Regions from separate parts of the Mus musculus genome. Here region 1 is linked to region 2. A link is a contact called in public HiChIP or PLAC-seq data. All regions are on one chromosome and are shown on one strand. The core of a region is the stretch at or near the end of the contact, and the rest is flanking DNA. Distances in the headings are between cores, read along the strand shown.

The links. HiChIP or PLAC-seq counts read pairs in DNA pulled down with a chosen protein or histone mark.
Region 1: a contact with region 2 is called in an H3K27ac HiChIP or PLAC-seq map of microglia, with 7 times the contacts expected there. The contact joins the promoter of Gpr34 here to the promoter of Usp9x in region 2. A contact is called at or near these places in 2 of 115 datasets of contacts at active chromatin or transcription factors (memory CD8 T cells and microglia).

Annotation. Positions count from the first base shown.
Region 1 is chrX:13,630,105-13,634,188 of GRCm38.p6, forward strand. Gpr34 (G protein-coupled receptor 34) reads left to right here and starts at 2,665. Exons shown (of 3, transcript NM_011823.4): 1 at 2,665-2,776; 2 at 3,385-3,453. All of the region lies in intron 5 of Cask (calcium/calmodulin-dependent serine protein kinase (MAGUK family)), which reads right to left.
Region 2 is chrX:13,069,446-13,073,525 of GRCm38.p6, forward strand. Usp9x (ubiquitin specific peptidase 9, X chromosome) reads left to right here and starts at 2,053. Exons shown (of 45, transcript NM_009481.2): 1 at 2,053-2,288.

The DNA of each region.
Region 1 (4,084 bases), core at 1,415-3,914, 560 kb after region 2:
ATATATAATGGTATTGTTTTAATATAAATTTCCCAATTTTGATTACTGTGCTGTATAATGTAGCTTTTTCATAAGTCTAAAAGTATGTCCTGACCCCCAATCCTATTTTAAAGGAACCTAAAATAACTTCTTCATGTGGTTATGCTTTTATTTTGTCATATAATGAGGCTCATTTAGTTTAATTAGACTTGTACAGTTTGGGGTTTTAATTACAGAAAACATGTCTGTACTTCCAAACTCAAAATTGCAAAACAAATTATATTCAGAGGTCTAATTTTTCTTTTCTTTGATTATGCTTCAATATTTCCCTCCTTCTTTGTAGGATATTAAAAGTAAGAAATAACATACATAGAGACATACAGACCTTTCCTGTAATGTGCCTGTAGATATAGAGGAGGTTCCTTTCTAAGGGTTTCTCTTTAATTAGAGAAACAAAAAGCAACTCCTAGCTGAGAGTGGGGAAGGAAATGAGGTTGCTGGCAGTTTGAGAAGGTCAAAGGTGTGAAAAGCTATTTCTGAGGGAGGATTAACTAGGGCAATGGCCCTTACATTTTAACTCCAGAATCACACAGACTCTTGGGTCTAGATGAACTTCAGTTGCAAGCTTCTGAATGAGATATATATATATGTGGGACTACACACACACACACACACACACACACACACACACATATATATATATATGAAGAATTTTTTATTAGAGTTTTTTTCATTTACATTTCAAGTGCTACCCCCTTTCCTAGTTTTCTCTTTGAAAATCCCCTATACCCTCCCCCTCCCCCTGATCCCACTTTGCTACTGGTCTGGAAGTCATCCTTTGAGAATTACGGGACTAAGGACATTAGAATTCACACTAAGGATTTCTGGCAGTGCAGGGCCCCTTAAGGTTTTGGATTGCCAATCTGAAGATAGGCTATTCTGTATGGCTGTGTGCTTGTAGCCAGCAGTCCTCATCTTCACTGGGGAGGTTCAGAACTGGAAGAGGTGGCAAGCTGAACTTCACTAGGGTTGGGTTTCACATAATGAAGGAATGGTGACAAAGTTCAGAATGATCAGGAACTAGAACATAATATTCAAACCTTACATCAGCGAGAAAATGTGGCTACAATATGAGAACACTAAAAGCTGAAAAGCAATTTTGAAATGGGATGTCATAAGTGTAGGACAATAGTACAATACAAAACTAGTATTTATATTGTATTTCAGGAGATAAAAAGCACATTATGACTCATTTAGTCATGAAAATCCTGACAGAATCTTAGAAATATTTGCATATTCATGTTGGTTGCAGCAATATTGCAATATTCATAATTGCCCCAAAGCAGAGAAAATTTACATGCTTATTGAAAGATAATAAAGAAAACGAAGTATAGGCAAACATTGGAAATATGCAGCCTTAAAAACAAAGGAAATTAGGTTACACGTTATAGGTGAACCTCAATGATAGTAGGCTAAGTAAAATAAACAAGTCACAAAAAGGTTTTATAATGGAACTCAATGTCACAGAATCATGGTTGCCAATGTTAAGACTAGGGGCAGAGAAAATTCGTGTATAGAGGGTTTAGAGGTTTAATTTTGCATCATAAAAATGTTATGGTGATCTGCTGCCTGATGGTATATGTACACTGAGCAGCACTGCATGATAGAGTCAAAACTGGCTATGTGGTAAATCTAGTGGTATGTGTCGCTTACCACAGTAAGAAAAAAAATACTGCTGGACAGATACAGTAACCATCTTCCTGCTCAGAGATTCTCAGGGGGAAGTAAGAGTTATAAAATACTTTTATTCTAACAATGTAAAATTATGGTCTCACATGTTATGATTCTTCAAAAAACTAAACTAAAAGTTCTGGGGACTATGAAGTTCAGAAGAATATTTCCAGAAATACTTACAATGTTAGATTTAGACAAAGCTGGAGGATAACAATCATGTTCCAAACAACAACCAAAAGGGGAAATGACACTCGAGTGCAGGGCCAGCAGTAACACAGATGAATTGATGGTGGTTAAACAGTGGACTGTGACCAGAATGGAAGCTGCAGAGCCTCAGCATCTTTTCCTTGAAATAGGAGAGAGCACTTCGGCTTACTTGGGTGAGTTTACTATTGTGCTGAGGCGAAAATAGTGCTACAAATCCCACCTAGTCTCCAAATTTTAAGATGTTTTAGGAAATGAATCCATGGTCTTTAAGGAAGATACAAAATGATACTAAAATAATATAGAGAGTAAATAAAACTTCAGCAGAACCAAAGAGTAAAAACAAAACAAAACAAAAGCCAACTATTAGCAATGCTAGTATACTTTGGGGCAGAAAGTTCATATACTTCATGATGGTAGTAACTTCTAAAATGAATCTGGAAGGAAATGGAAATTCAGGGGTTATATTCTAAAATCCATACAGGACATCACTCATCATTTCTTAGGAAAGAGAGCATCTGCCCACTTCTGATTGTATTTTATAGTTTGTTGGCATCTTAGGGGACAAATGCTCTTTAGTTTAGGCTAGAAGGGACTCATACAGAAGATGCAATTTCCTAAACTTCAACTTGAAGCTGTTGCTAAGAGTGGTATCTTTTCTTAGCTCCAAACGGGACCCAAGGGCTGTCACAGTGAAAAGAGAAAGAAAAGGGGAAAAACAACTGTACCACATGTGGATATAAAAAAGAAGAGAACTCTAGCCAATTGCACCACCACCACCGGATGGAAGAGCCCAGCTGACACAACCTGGTCTAGGGAGTTTTGGGTTTACTCCTTTTACTTCAGGAAAGCTTCAACTGTAAGTATTCTCTGATTTTTAAAAGCCACACACAGCAGCCTTTGTTTTAGTTAAAACTTGATTATTTGAATGTTCAGAGTGAAGCTCGATGTATGCTGGTAACACTATTCTGCTTTCAGCAAATCTCTGTTTTTTAGAGTCACTGAGTAAACTGCTTTGGACGACACCTTTGCTTTTCAAAGGAGACTTCTTTTTGGATAGAATAACTAAGAACAATGGTCACATTGTTTATTGGCATTGCGTAGTCATAATTATTTGCAGTTGTATTTGAATCAACTAAAGTTATTTTCAGACATAGTAAATTTAATTGCAATATACTACAGATTTCCTATTTATTATCTCTTGACTTCACAATGCTATACTGTTTCCCCATCTTAAACATTTTTATTATATTTTTATTATCTTATGGTACAGACCAGTTACAATTTAAGTTTCATGTTTTGGAACTAAATAAAGAGAATACTCTAGAAAAGAAAAATAAACCACAATATATTTTTAAAAATTAATTCAAACAATTAAAAGTAAACAGTTAAGTTTATAACAAAACTAAATATAGTACTAATATCGTTATTTTTCAAGTAACATGCTTTCAATTGTTCTGTATGCAGCAGTTCCTGCAGCTTCTGAAGTATGGCCTGAATAGATTCAGTCATTATTATAAGTCCATTGTCAAATAGGTATGTATTTCAGCACATGATATTGATAGAAATAACACCCAAATAACATGTTACATGATCTTTTCTTGGCTACAGCCACTGAAGAAAATCTGGGAGGTAGGATGGTGGCAGTTGGGGTACAAGTGCTCACTTAGGGCTGCAAACAGGAATGGGGCTTGCTGAGTAACAAACACTACCTGCTATTAGAGAATGAGTGGGACTACTGTATGAGCTACAAGTCAGCTCTGCCATGCCAACAGGCTATGCTCACTTATTTCTCATCTTCACTGGCAAATTCTTATAGCGAACAAGTAAAATATGAATAAGTAGCCTTAAGAATAATTAGTGAATCCAGGTGTGATGGTGCATGCCTTTAATCCCAGCACTTGGGAGGCAGAGGCAGAGGCAGAGGCAGAGGCAGAGGCAGAGGCAGAGGCAGAGGCAGAGGCAGAGGCAGAGGCAGAGGCAGAGGCAGAGGCAGAGGCAGAGGCAGAGGCAGAGGCAGAGGCAGAGGCAGAGGCAGAGGCAGAGGCAGAGGCAGATTGCTCTTTGAGTTTGAGTTCCAGGACAGTCAGGGCTACACAGAGAAACTCTGTCTTGACCTCCCCAAATTAATTATAATACTGATGATGGTGGTGATGATGATCACTGA
Region 2 (4,080 bases), core at 803-3,302:
CTACTGTGGACATTTCTGTTAAGGATGCACTTTAGATATGGCTAAAAGAGCTACATGTGCTTACCAGGCTTGTTGATCTTAAACTGATGATTTAACCGTTTTGTTTTCCTATCTAAAGTCAAGGCTAGAAATACCTATCCGTCTGTTTCAGAGGGTTCTGAGGATTAAATAAACCCACCATACCATGTACTTAGCAAATTAAGAGTGTTACATGGTTGGTAGGCTCTCTCTGGAGGCTCCATAAGCAAGGGAAAGCATGCACGGAAGTAATTATATAAATAAGATTGCATGTGGTAAGAGTTATAAGGACTATAAATAATGTGTTTAGGGTAAGCTATTAGTTTTGTGGTGAAAACAGTCTTGTGCTGTATAGAGAAATGGTTTCAAAAAATTACACCGGCAACATGCTGTCCCCTAAATTCTTTGGGATTCCATTTAATATTCCTTTATTAGAAATGACTGTGTTGGGCTGGAGAGATGGCTCAGCGGTTAAGAGCACTGATTGCTCTTCCAAAGCTCCTGAGTTCAATCCCCAGCAACCACACCGTGGCTCACAGCCATCTGTAATGGGTTCCAATTTCTTCTTCTGCTGTGTCTGAAGACAGGTACAGTGTACTCACATACATGAAATAAATAGAAAAAAATTTTTTAAAGAAATGACTGCTTATAGCATAAGTTCATCTATTCTATATGAAATGTAATTAACTTTATAGTATTTTATAATGATTTTTAAAGATTTGCTGCCAACAGGCATTTTTAAGTCAAAATGAAATATCGATCAGTAATTGTATTCATTTTCTCTTCATTTGTGAATTTTAGGTAAATTATAGAATCGTTTCAAACCTACAACGTTTGAGATTGCTCTGTTAAGTTCTTCCTCCGCAGCTTATAGTTCGGAGTCTCAATATGCAGAAAATAGTCCCTGACATAGCGGATGGGTTCATAAGTCCCTCCCAGGTTCTCACACTGAATGGTGTTGATGATATGGCAATAGAAGTTCATTTTGCTACATTTAGTATTACTGAGTAGCTAAGGTGTCTAGGACGGTGTATAATTTTTTGTCTTTACTGTTGTAAGGATTCCGGTGTCCAAAATGTTCTCAGTCCCAGTCACTATGCCTTTAAGACTGACGAAATGCTTTTAGGTACTGATGCTGCAGGATCGTGTGAATGAGCTGCTTAAAGCGCCTCCCTCAAAGTGGAGTGGGAAGCAGCTCCCCCCACCCCCCGCGACCCCGCTCTGGAGTTCAAGCCACACCTTCCCCCTATCGGCTGGGTGCAGGTGGCCAAACCCTCAGGACCTGGCACCACTGCTCTGTGGCTTGTCCTATCCTCGTGTCACGTGACATGGGTCAGCTGCGCAGTCGAGACCCTCAAGCAAGGCGGGTGCAAACGCCTAGCACCGGGACCCAGGAATCTAGTCTTTCCGTCACCCCCCCCCCCCACTCCCCAACCAATCCTCCGAACCATCCCGGAAAAGGGGGAGGCCGGTGACGTCACCATCCGGGCACTGGATGGTGGGGCCATGGTTCACAATGGAACAAAAACAAGCAGCCCTAGTCAAACTAGCGACGCGGCTGCAGCTTGCGTGCTTATTAACCCTTTCCTGTCCACATCCCTGCCATTCCCGACAGTCAGTCCCTTTGCCCAGGCCGCATGCCGGATCTCTCCCTTCCCCCCACTCCACCCTCCTCTTTGGAGTGGTCCGAGTCCTTCGTCAGCTCTCGGTTCGGTCCCCTACGGTTTGTAAGGGTCTCTGGCTCCCTCGCATGACCCCCTGCAGTGGCCGTCCGGAAGCGATGGTACGATCTTTCCCTAGCATTGTCTTCCCCTCCCCCACCCAGCTCGCAGTGTTCCAGGCGACGGGGCCTTGTCTGGGCCCCCTAGTGGCCCACAGCGCTCTTCCTTTCTTTCCCTCAACAGCCTGAGGTGGACAGGGAGAGGGGGCAGCTGGCCCAGAGGGGGGCTGGGCAAGGGGAGGGGCCGGGCCGGGCGCTGAGGGCGGGGCTTGGAGGGGGAGGGCCCTGATGGGGGCGGAGAAGCGCTGAGCCTTGGGCGGTGCTGAGACTAGTGGGAGTCTGCGCTGCCGCTGCTGTTGCTGCCGCCGTCGCCGCCGCCTCCGACACTGCCACCGCCACCGCCACCACCACCGGCCGTGCGGGTTTTCTTTCTTTTTCTTTCTGTCTTTTCTTTTCTTTCTTGATTTGTTGGGTTCGCCATATTGACGAGGCTGTGGTACCCAAGGCTGCGGAAGCTAGAGTCCGCCGGTGGCGGAGCCGCAAGCTCTCGGTAAACGGCCCATTGGGGCCCTCCTCCCTGTCCCAGCGAACCCCCTCCCTGCCTGCACCGGCTCCCAGGCCTCGCGGGAGTCGGCCGCCGCCGCCTCGCCCTCCAGGGAGGCGGCCGCCTTTACCGCCCCAGGGCTTGGGGTGGGTGACGGGAGTGAGGACAGGAGCGGTAGCTAAGCGAGCAGGCCTGGAGTGGGGGGACAGAGGCGGCGACTAGGGGAAGGTGAAACTGCCGCTGCAGGAGGAGGAGCAGGAGGAGGTGACGCAGGAGAAACGCACCGCCCGGAGCTTGTCTGAGCTCAGCGCCCGAGCCTGAGGGGAGAAGGGGGAAGAGGGCTGCGGCCGGCCGAGAGGGAGGCGGCGGCCGTGGTCACCGCTGCCCTAGGGCGGCCAGGGTGAGGGCCAGACCCCTGGTCGGTACGCGTCGCGCGTCGCGAGCCCGCCCGCCATCCGCAGCCTCTCATATTTTTGTCCCTCGCCAGCCCCCGGCTTGGGATGCTCCCAGGTTAGGCCCGGTCCCGGGATCGAGCTTTTGCATCTCGTCTCCCGCCTCCGCGTGGCCCGCTTCGTAGGAGACTCCCGGGTTGTGTTTGGTGAGTACCGAGCCCGGCGGCGCCCAGGGCCTCCGGCTGGCTGGAGGGCTGGGGAGGACGGCGCGAGGGGGTGTGTGTGCGTAAGCGGTCCTCCCTTGGGGGCCTGGCTGCCGGGGTTGGGGGTCGCCCCGAGCCCCGGCCGTCGCGGGCGCGCGCGAGCCTCCGTGGTGCGCGCGGCCGGCGTCCCGCGAGCGTGTGTCCGTGTCCGTGAGTGAGCGTGGCGCTGTGTGTGCGTGTGTGTTTTGGACTGGCAGGGAAAATGGCTGACGGCTCCGGCCCTCCCCCTTCCTCCCCCTTCCCTGCCTGACGGGAGTGGAGAGGAGGAGGAGGAGGAGAAGGAGGAGGATGGAGACTCCGGCGCGCCGTGCCGCCCCTCCACCCGCGCGGGAGGTCGGTCGGGAGCGCGCGGGGGCGCGGGCACGGCGCGGGCGGGGGCGGGGACGGTTGGTTCGCGCGCCCCTTAACCCGGCGGCGGACGCCCTCGGCCTGTTCCACTTGACACCGAACGCCATTACTGAGGTGGAGTGATTTGGAGCGGGAGCGCTAGGCCCCGGCGACGCCTGGCTATCAGGCCCGCGGACGAGTTGGCCTCCTCGCCGCCCTCCCGCGATAACCCGCAGTCGCTCAGCGGCCCAGTGCCCTGAGAAGGCCGAGCCGGTTATCGCTCCCCCACACCTCCCTCGCCCCCTCCGGCTGCTCACGGTGGGCCAAAGGCCCGGAAGGATGTTTTGATGCCGAAATCGCTTCCAAGCGACAGTAGACCGACCACCTTTGTATTTTTAGCTGTTCCTGAAGGAGGAGGAAAAAACGAAGACGAAGAAAGGAAATACTAGTATGTGCAAGTTTGTAACTGATAAAACCTTGAGATGCTGGTGATGTGAGGCTGCAGGCTTGATAAATGGCTTGTTTTTCATTCATTGTGAAATATTTAAGTTAAACAGGTGCGAAGCTGGGGGTTTTGTTTCTGTTTGGATTTCTTCAGAGACTGGAAGATAAGATTTTTAGATACGACGTGCTTAAATTATTTTGAAAGTTCTGTAGTTAACACCGTTAATTGAATTTTCACAGCCACAGTTTACAGGTGTGTGTAATTGCCACAGAGGGTCGTTGATTGTAAATGAAGGAATTGTGGGGTTTTGGTAATATTTTTGTTTCTGTTAGTAGGAGAGGCACTCGAAATAATTTTTTTTTAACCTTAAA